Linked DNA regions of Bombyx mori: region 2 is linked to region 1. The links are chromatin contacts, called in public Hi-C maps. All regions are on one chromosome and are shown on one strand. Each heading gives the region's core, a stretch centred on a gene start, on an enhancer-like site or on the middle of the called end of the contact. The rest is flanking DNA. Distances are from core to core; before and after follow the strand shown. Region 1 holds the start of LOC101746182 (atos homolog protein A). Region 2 overlaps LOC101746182 (atos homolog protein A).

What was found. A called contact is a pair of places that touch in the nucleus more often than the background predicts.
Region 2: a contact with region 1 is called in a Hi-C map of whole pupa, with 6 times the contacts expected there. The contact joins the enhancer-like site here to the promoter of LOC101746182 in region 1. A contact is called at or near these places in 5 of 7 Hi-C or Micro-C datasets (middle silk gland, midgut, posterior silk gland and 1 more).

The regions. Positions count from the first base shown.
Region 1 is chr2:604,166-608,971 of ASM3026992v2, forward strand. LOC101746182 (atos homolog protein A) reads left to right here and starts at 2,245. Exons shown (of 10, transcript XM_038015586.2): 1 at 2,245-2,792. The coding sequence starts at 2,778. It overlaps LOC101746326 (testis-expressed protein 9), which reads right to left and starts at 2,137. Exons shown (of 6, transcript XM_012689438.4): 1 at 1,646-2,137; 2 at 662-1,004. The coding sequence starts at 1,750.
Region 2 is chr2:650,900-655,627 of ASM3026992v2, forward strand. LOC101746182 (atos homolog protein A) reads left to right here. Exons shown (of 10, transcript XM_038015586.2): 8 at 1,638-1,801; 9 at 2,801-3,039; 10 at 3,528-4,004. The coding sequence ends at 3,882. Among protein-coding and RNA genes, the nearest start is that of LOC101741103, 35 kb to the right of the region's middle. Within about 2 kb of position 2,907, at least 5 of the 8 cell types and tissues checked have open chromatin away from gene starts, as enhancers often do.

The sequences.
Region 1 (4,806 bases), core at 995-3,494:
ATTACAAAATCTAAAATATTACAAAATAGTAATTAGCATTTGATTGAAAATTCTAGATAAATAATGATGTTAGGACACATTGTAAGCCATGGTTAGGTATACTATGGTCTTCCCTAAAACAGTCAAATCTCCAGTGAGGTGTGGAGTGGTCTGTAAATATCATGTTTTGGATAATGATTGCCGAACTGGACAATTGTACTACTAAATCTTGCATTTGTTACTATTTATAAGTATTAATTTCATTATTATTATTGTACGGAATAGCCTGTAGGCATAGAGTTTTAGATAACCATTGCCGTACCTGGTACCGTTTTTCACTGGTGGTAGGACCTCTTGTGAGTCCGCACGGGTAGGTACCACCACCCCGCCTATTTCTGCCGTGAAGCAGTAATGCGTTTCAGTTTGAAGGGTGGGGTAGCCGTTGTAACTATATTGAGGCCTTAGAACTAATATCTCAAGGTGGGTGGCGCATTTACATTGTAGATGTCTATGGGCTCCAGTAACCACTTAACACCAGGTGGGCTGTGAGCTCGTTCACCCATCTAAGCAATAAAATAAAAAAAACCTGACAATGGTACTACTAAACCTTGCACTCGGTACTATTTATAAGTATTAATTTCTTTAATTATTATTGAACATAATCACAATATAGACAACACACCTTTTGCATACGATTGCGGTAGTAATTTATCTTTAACATGTACACAAACAAAGGCATATAGGAATTCCATATCATTAGATTTAACGTTGCAGCAGTCACACACAGTTCTAACACTATTCGAAGCAACAGTTATTTGTTGTGGGCCGTTATTCAAGTCATTATTCGATCCGTCAGCATCCATTAACCTGCTTACTTGTTGTTCAGATATTGACTTTGATATTTTTGATCTACTTTTAACATTTCTTGTTTCGTTATGTGCATGTGTTTGTGTTAATTGCTTTTGCATATCACACGAATGTTTCTTTGTTGTTGTTGTGAACTCTGAATATGAATCCGGTTTTTGCTGAAACAAAATGTAAATGCATCAAATATTGTTGAGTTTTTGTTTTAGAAATGTCTATTTTTGGGATATAGGAAGAGAATACATTGATATGATGTAAATTAATTATCGTCCAGTGTTTTTACATTCGACCTTAATCACTAACACCTCAAGATGCATTTTATTTAGTATTCCCTTTAGTCACCGCGAGGCGTTAACACAATTAAAGCCATTTTTATTAATAAACACTGGTTTATTATTGACATTAGATTATTTCCTCTGCTCATATAAGGGATATGAAAAGTTTTATCTCAAAAGAAAACTGGGTAAGAAAACTTAACACAATTAAAGCCACTTTTACGTTTTATTAATAAACACTGGTATATTATTGACATTAGATTATTTCCTCTGCTCATTTAAGGCATATGAAAAGTTTTATCTCAAAAGAAAACTGGGTAAGAAAACATTGAATTTGGGTATATAATACTAACTAATTACTAAATAGTTTTGTTAATACTAACTAATATGTAATATAATTTATTAAATATAATATAATAATAATACTAACGTCTTTAAACATACATACCCCTGTCCTGGTGAAGCTGGAAAGGCCTCCGGGCCACCAGTAATCTCTCAATCATAAAAAAAAAAAAAAACATACATACCAGTACTAGTTCTATTTGTTTCATTAAGCTCTCACTTTTCTTCTCTAGTTGTTTATTCAGCTTTTTGAACTCATCTTCACGGGCTAGTAGATTAATAGAATCCATTTTTGCTTATGAAATAAGTTAATTAAAGAATAATGAACGATATTCAGACAGTTCTCGACACTTCGAAATTGGTTGCTGTATTTCATTTGGATTTAGACATTGCAGTATGCTGCTAATTTGAAAAGTCCTTATTTATTATGTTTCACTACGATGTATACGAAATTTTATTTGGCCGTTTAACATCACAACAAACAATTTCGTTGCCATAGCTACATGGACTAGGTTGGTCAGTTGACTGTACAGGATCGTATCAATTCAAATCGTTTTTAGTCTTTTTTACCACCTTTGCCTACTAAAAAAGGTGTAATACATGTCAGTATTCTTTAAAAAAATATTTAACATAATATTTATACATTCTAAAACTATTTAGATAAGCTTAAAATTTGGAATTAGTTGATGTCAGTCAGAGTGTGCTGCCATCTCTTGATGCATTGGGAAACTGAAGCTGGAAGCTGGACTGTCAAAAACAGCTGTGAATCTAGACCAATCAGAGTATTTTGCAAATGTCAATAGATTGTTTTCTTTGTCCCTAACGCACACATACAAATATTGTTGACACATCGCTTTGTTTCCCATATGATTCAATATGAGCAAGTTAACGATTAAAGTGCTTCAAAGACTAGACTATATCACGAATAAACTAAAAAAAATACATAATTCCATACAAATATGGTGAAATATGATTCAAAATTACTGAAAAACCCTATCAAGGTCATTAAACTTAGAAAGAGAAACACCATGAGAGAGCGAGAGGTCAACGAAAATAAATGTGTGCATCACAGATTTTCAATCGATTCGACCAATGAGAACGGACTTCTCACAGCTGACATTTTAGTAATTTGACTGATCGAGCCGTGTAAGCTCGTCCGCGCGACCCCAAAAAAAACGCTGAAATATAACTTGGACAGCGTTTCCGCGTCCGTACTGCTGTCAAAAAGTATAATAATGTATTTTAAGAGAAAAAGAAACTATTACCGAAGTGTTATATTATAGCCCAGGTGTTTTATTTAGGAGTTTGACGAGTTGTATGCCGTTCGTAAAGGTGAGTAAAGTTGGTCATCTAACATATGTTTAGTTATACGTGTGTATTGCGCATTTGTGTTACAATCAAAGTTCGTATTTCCGTCACAATAATTATCACAACAGCCTGCGTGAAATATTAACATTACTTGTAACATTATAAACTTTTAAATACAGCCATATTTTGTCGAAGAGAAAGTGGTCGGAGTGTCATCATAATTAGTTAAAAAATGAAAAATCAGCTGTTGATTAGTTTTTTTTTTGCATCGACAAAGGCAAAGGAACTTTCAATGTGCGGCCAAGTTTCTTTTTTCGTTTTCCAATGAATAACGGAATCCGAATACAGGAATGGACAGGTCTATAGGGCTGCGCCATGACGTTGTCGATTAAATAAAAGTTCGGTTATTTCTTATTTTTGTTTCATTTATTTTTGATAATTATGAATTACACATTTAGTATTCCTTTTTTATTGTTACATGTTTTTATGAATATGTAATGTTAACAATGCTAATGTAATAAAGGTACATATTAAATGAATACGGAAGCAAAATTAATAATATTATAGAATCGTGTTTACAACACACCAGAATAGTGTCAAAATTTACGATAAGCTGATATTTTTAAACAATCGTAATTTTCCGTAAAGATGGTGATTTAAAATTGACAGTTGAGGCTTGGAGATTTCACTGTTGCTATTACTCTGCTACCCGTAGACAGTTTAAGTGAACTTCGCTGTCTATATTGAGGCAAAAGATCGTACTGTCAACTGCCTTGATAAAATGGCTCCAAACTCTTCAAACAACGATATCAGGAATAGAGACATGACGGCACTCACCCGTGCAGTAACATACCCTACAACTAATATTTAAGAGTATCAGAGATTAAGGAGTAAACCAAGTCCTTAGAGTACTTGTGAATTAAAAACAGTAGTCCTGCTCGGGATCTATAGCAGTGATGCTGGCGATTGTCCACTGAGTTTCTCGCCGGATCTTCTCAGTGTGTCGCGTTTCCGATCCGGTGGTAGATTCTACGAAGCACTGCTCTTGCTAGGGCCAGTGTTAGCAACACTCCGGTTTAAGCCCCGTGAGCTTACCTACATGTTAGGGCGAAGCTGAAATAGCCTCTCAAGGCTATCATCAGCTATGGAGTGTGCGCGGAACGATGATTTGAGACAACAATTCTTTGCAAAATGTACAGATTTTCGACAAGTTGGAGGTGTAAATTGCGTATTAGCCTTTCTGGAATCCGAAATGGCCGGCATTTTATAAAATAGTGTTAGTAGAGACGATAACAGTTTTTATTTTTTTATATAATTTTTTGTTACTATCTTTTGTTGCACAATGGAGTGACATTTTCACTAGGTGAATAATCTCCTTAAATAAAGTTAAAAAAAAGGCTATCAGCAAAGGTAGGGAACAAAAAGATGCTGGTGTATACGGTTGCATCGTCTGGTAGCCAAGTGTTGGAAACGTGCAAGGCAGTCATCAAGAATGCTGCTACTGACGAATCATAAGTGACATCTTTAGTTTGTGGATGCCTCGGTCGCAAAGGGCAGAGGCCCTTCGCGCTCCATAGAGATGGAGCGTTTCCGGTCCACTTTGGAGTAACCGTGAAGCTAGTCTGTCGCAAAGCAATCGTTTATTGTGTTATCACAGGTAGGGGCCATTGTGAGCACCGGTAGGTACCACCATAATCTGCCAATGAGTCACTCGGTAAAGTCTAGTAAAGTAAATCGAATAGAGCTATCGATTTGTTATGATTTTGTTTTATTGCTTAGATCAGGGGTTCCCAAACTTATTTTGTCTACTGTCCACTTTGAGAATAAATTATTTTTTAGCGCCCCTAGTTTTTCACCTACTTTAAAACCCCTATGGCGAGAGCTCAGTAGTTGTCTACGAGTCCTCCTAGATAAAATTACAAATCGCCTCCCAAGCCTCTACATAACGTCCCCTTTTTTTTCTGGGTCTCTTACCGCCCCTCTTTAGGCCTGCAGCGCCCACAAGGGGGCGTTATCGCCCACTTTGGGAAAGGCTGGC
Region 2 (4,728 bases), core at 1,657-4,156, 47 kb after region 1:
TCTACACTTCAATCTTTGAAATTTCGGCCTTTGCCCTGATTGGCCGTGGTGCAGTTGTCGATAGTGAGGTGACCATGTGGTGAAATAAAATCATCGACAGAGTTCTCGACTATATTTACATTTGACATGGCTAATGCGTGACATGACTAGCGTGTATGAACATTTTTATTGCCTTTTTGCGTGTGTGAGTGTGTATGCCTACGGGTGTTTTGTGCTAGTTTGCGAACGAATATCTGTCCTGAGATTTATGTGTGGGTGTTTTTGTTGTGTGCGAAATACTTGTAATCACAGTATGTGTATGTGTAGAAATTAAAATAGTGGGGATGAAGCGGCGACACTGGTTCTAATGTAAAGAGCAAAGGCCTTTCCAACCTTATTTATCTATTCCGTGCTCTCTCACGACTTGAAAAATTAAGTTCCTACCAGCGAACAGGTAGAGAAAAAGAGACTTCAAACTCATGTCTGAAGATGCACTTTCAAGTTTTGGTGCTATGAGCTTTCGGTAGCCCTTTTACAGCGGATGGACCGTTAGCTCGTTGATCTAGACTATAAATAAATAAAAAGAGTCTCGTATTGATCTGCTTGTGAGGAAGAGCCGTTCTATGATTCTTTTTATCACAAATTGCGTTTTTAAACAATCAGTCAAGACGGTACGTGTAGACGGAGCATTAACTCTCGAAGGATTATTTGTCCCTGTAACAGATGGGTGTGTATAGGTGAACCAGATTTTTGGTCTCGAATTCAAAGTTCTAATAAAACAAGAACGTTGAGATTCAAGTGAGAACTGGTTTCTATTCATTCAAAAATTATATACAGACTAGCGGACCCGGCCACACGTTGCTGTGGCTGTGGCTTAGGTTTTTGTTTCTAAATAACTCGCGGCCGCCTATGCTAATACCAAAAATTGACAACGTAAGAACAATTGGATTTCACTGTATTGCGTTTACTACGAAATAAATTTCACTTATACTTTAGCCTCAGAAACACGTGGTGCTTATGCCATTAAATTGTAGCTTATGTGAAACGTTGGTATTTTTAGCACAGCGCCATCTATGAGATATTAAAGTCACAGTATAACAATTGTCTGTAAAAACTGATTTAAGGCGCCATCTGTTTTAGACTTATGAAACTTACAATTAATAACAAAAATCAACATAAGAAATCATTTAATTGTTAATTAATAAATATTGCGACCATTCATCGAAATAAAAACCATCCTATCTCTCAAGTTGGATCGAACTGCACATGGTGTGCGAATTTTATTATAATCGGTTAAGTGGTTTAGGAGTCCATTGAGGACAAACATTGTGACACGAGATTTATATATATTAAGATAAAACATACAAATACTAATATAGGTTAGTTTCACATTAGCAACAACAGATGTCGGTAGCAGTATTTAATGTTAATTATTTAGATATAAATTTCAACAAAAGTCTTATCCACTAACAGATTCGTGTCTTATTCCAATCCTAATAATTGATTGATACGGGTTGGCGTAGCCCATTTATATCACAGAGCAGTCAAATCTAAATCCATTGTAAGCTCCAGGGTTCTGAAACTAAGCGCTCCTATAAGCCAAGCCGTCAGCGTGATCCACGTTACATGTCTTTAAACGTATCCGTGGTAATCGCCAGGCAGCTTCGAGGAGTCGGCTCTGAAGGGTCGACTGGAGCCCGTCGCGACCGTCCAGGGTTTCACCGCCGAGCTGGGCGCGTCCGGGTCGTGGTGTCCGCCGCACCGGAGGCTGCCCGTCACCGTGTTCTTCTACGCGCCTGGAGGAACCAACGCTCCTTATATGGTGAGCTCAGTCCTCATGCTACCGGTCATCAGGTTTGAGCCCCGTGAGCTCACCTACTAGTTAAGGCGACGCTGATATAGCCTCTCAAGGCTATCAGCTTAGGTAGGAAAAAAAAAACATGACACCTCATGTAGGTCCAGAATTGTAGTAAGACGCTCGGAATTTGTATCGAGCGATGGGACTGTTTCGAGATTCTAATACCACAGACAGGCATCAGTTTATCTAATCGAATGAATGCGTACTTGATATTTCACGAATAACTCATGGAGGAATAATATTAAGAAGCTGAGAAATGCCTGAAGTCGTCGTAGCCTGAGGGATAAGACGTCCGGTGCATTCGTGTTGAGCGATGCACCGGTGTAATATTTTCTAAAAATCAATAAAAATTAAGAAAGCTTTTGTGCACCATTTGGCGCCCCTTTGTGATTAGCGCCCGGCGCACGATGCCCTCCCTTGCCGCCCCCCCTCAATATGCCACTGCGACCTGGCCGAATAAAATGAGTCAACATCGTCCCAGCTTTTGTCCAGTCGAGATTTTCTCTTCATCTCTCAAGTCACTGTCGATCACAGCAGAGCGGGCCATTCCCGATCCTGCGGACAGAATGGAAAGCAGTCGACGTCGCCCAAAACACGTCATTTCGGATCCTCTGGATACACTAACAGTGCTTTTAGGTACCTCAAGCACCGGTCATCTTTCTCATCGAACCCGTCGCCTGCTACGAAGGGCTCGACGAGTGAATTAACCCATAGACACAACCCACTGAGTTTCTCGCCGGATCTTCTCAGTGGGTCGGGTTTCCGATCAGGCGGTAGATTCTGCGAAGCACGGCTCTTGCTAGGATTCGTGTTAGCAACGTCGTCAGGTTTGAGCCCCGTGAGCTCACCTACTAGTCAAGGTTACGCTGAAATAGCCTCTCAAGGCTATCAGCTTAGGTAGGAAAAAAAAGCAGGGTGACGTATGTAAGCAGATGTACACACAACATTTAATTTATTCTTCAGGGTCACATTAACCTAGGTCCAAGCGGCTACCGCATACCTCACTCGGGGACCATCCAGGTCTCCCTGTTTAACCCTCACGGGACCCTCGTGAAAATGTTCGTCGTGCTATACGAGCTGAGCGGGATGCCCCCTTCAGCGAGGACCTTCCTCCGGCAGAGGACACTGTACATGCCTGCCGGGGCGGAGCCCCCGCGCACCAGCATGCTCTACAAGTGGCTCCGGTATCTCATACATCTCAGGTGAGAGGACGCCAAACCAAATTGAGTTCCGTTCCAAAATCTGATTATGTATACCTTTGAATGATGTATGTAAATATACAAGCAACTGAACTAAAAGTCCTGATGACCTTCGTCAAGAGATGCCAAAGTAATTATTGTATTATTATCGGTCCCTTGACCCTTGTGCACATTTTCAAGTCAATCTCACGTCTTGTAAGTTGGTGAACATCACGTTCAGAGATTCTGTTACATAGATATATAGATATAGGTACATAGATACAACGGGTTTCAAAAAGTATCAGAAAATATTTTATGTCACATATTATATTTAATTAAGGGTGTGCGACAGAGATAGCGATAAAATATGAGTATCCTATGTAGTAATTGCCTTCTAAATTCCTAATCATCCTCTTTTCTATTCTCTGCGTCGAATAACAGTACATTACACGGTCGATTCATTCTTGTCCGCTCTTGAGATCAGACGTTAGTAAGATCTCTTTCGTTCGCAGGTTCATGACCTCAAAATCCGGAAAGCTGTATTTGCACACGGACATCCGGATACTCGTGTCAAGGAAGGCGGACGTTGACACGGCGACTGTACATTCCATCTTCAGACCGATCTCGAACTCGAATAGATCTCAGACGTCCAGCCGGAGCGCCGGACCGGTGCGCGGGGAGCCGGACCGGGGCCCGAACCGTGTTTTCGGCGGTTGTGGGGACCCCGGGGGGGCCCGGTCCGGCGCGGACCCCGGTGGGGCGCGTAGGGGGGCGCGAGAGCTCGGCTACGAGAACCACAATGGGGTCGCGTTCGAACTACGCAGTTTCACGTACGCCCCTGACAACCCCAGATACTCTCCTCGCTGACGTCACGCGCCACGGTCCCCTCTCCCCTATAAGCGGATGCTGCGCTTGCGGCGTAGACTTGTATGATTAAAGATAAATATATTTTTTGTTTTTTTTTATATATAAACAAAATGCGAGTTGTCTGATTTCGTTTTATTTGAATAAAAAAGTTGCTTAGATGTGTCTTAAGTAGCTACCGGAGCCCATAGGCATGAAAAATGTGAATGCCTCATGAGTTCTAAATCTCAGCTTTATATAACGGCTACCCCACCCTCCAAACCGAAACACATTGCTTCTCGGTAGTAAGCAGGGTTGTGGCACCTACCCGTGTGGACTCATTCCCTAACACCAGTAAAAAAATACTTGCAGCAGAGCACTTTTTAACACGGGGTTCTACAGGCCATATACTACTTACTATCTTTTCATCATTTAGGGTGCCAAAAAAAATTGTGACAAAGTTTCTCTTCTGATATTGGTCTCAAATTAAACAATATCATTGATTTGATAGTGTAGTAATTAGCGCCCCGGACTGTTACGCCGAGGGTCGTGGGTTCGATTCCCACATCCGGCAAACATTGGTATGAATGAGCAGGCTTGTTTGCTCTATATCTGAGTGCTTATTATCTATATATCTATAAATATGTAACCTCTATACGATTTATCTTAAAAGAGGTTAATATGTTATAAAGATGACATAAATGAAATTTGAATATTGAAACATTAGAAGAAGGAACATTAGAAATATTTAAAACGTTTTTAAAGATTGAATTATAAAAAAAAAGTGATGAAGCAATAGCTTTAAATGTTGTTTTTCTTTATAGAGCAACTCAATTTGTGCTATAGTTTTACTGGGCTGAACTGTATTTT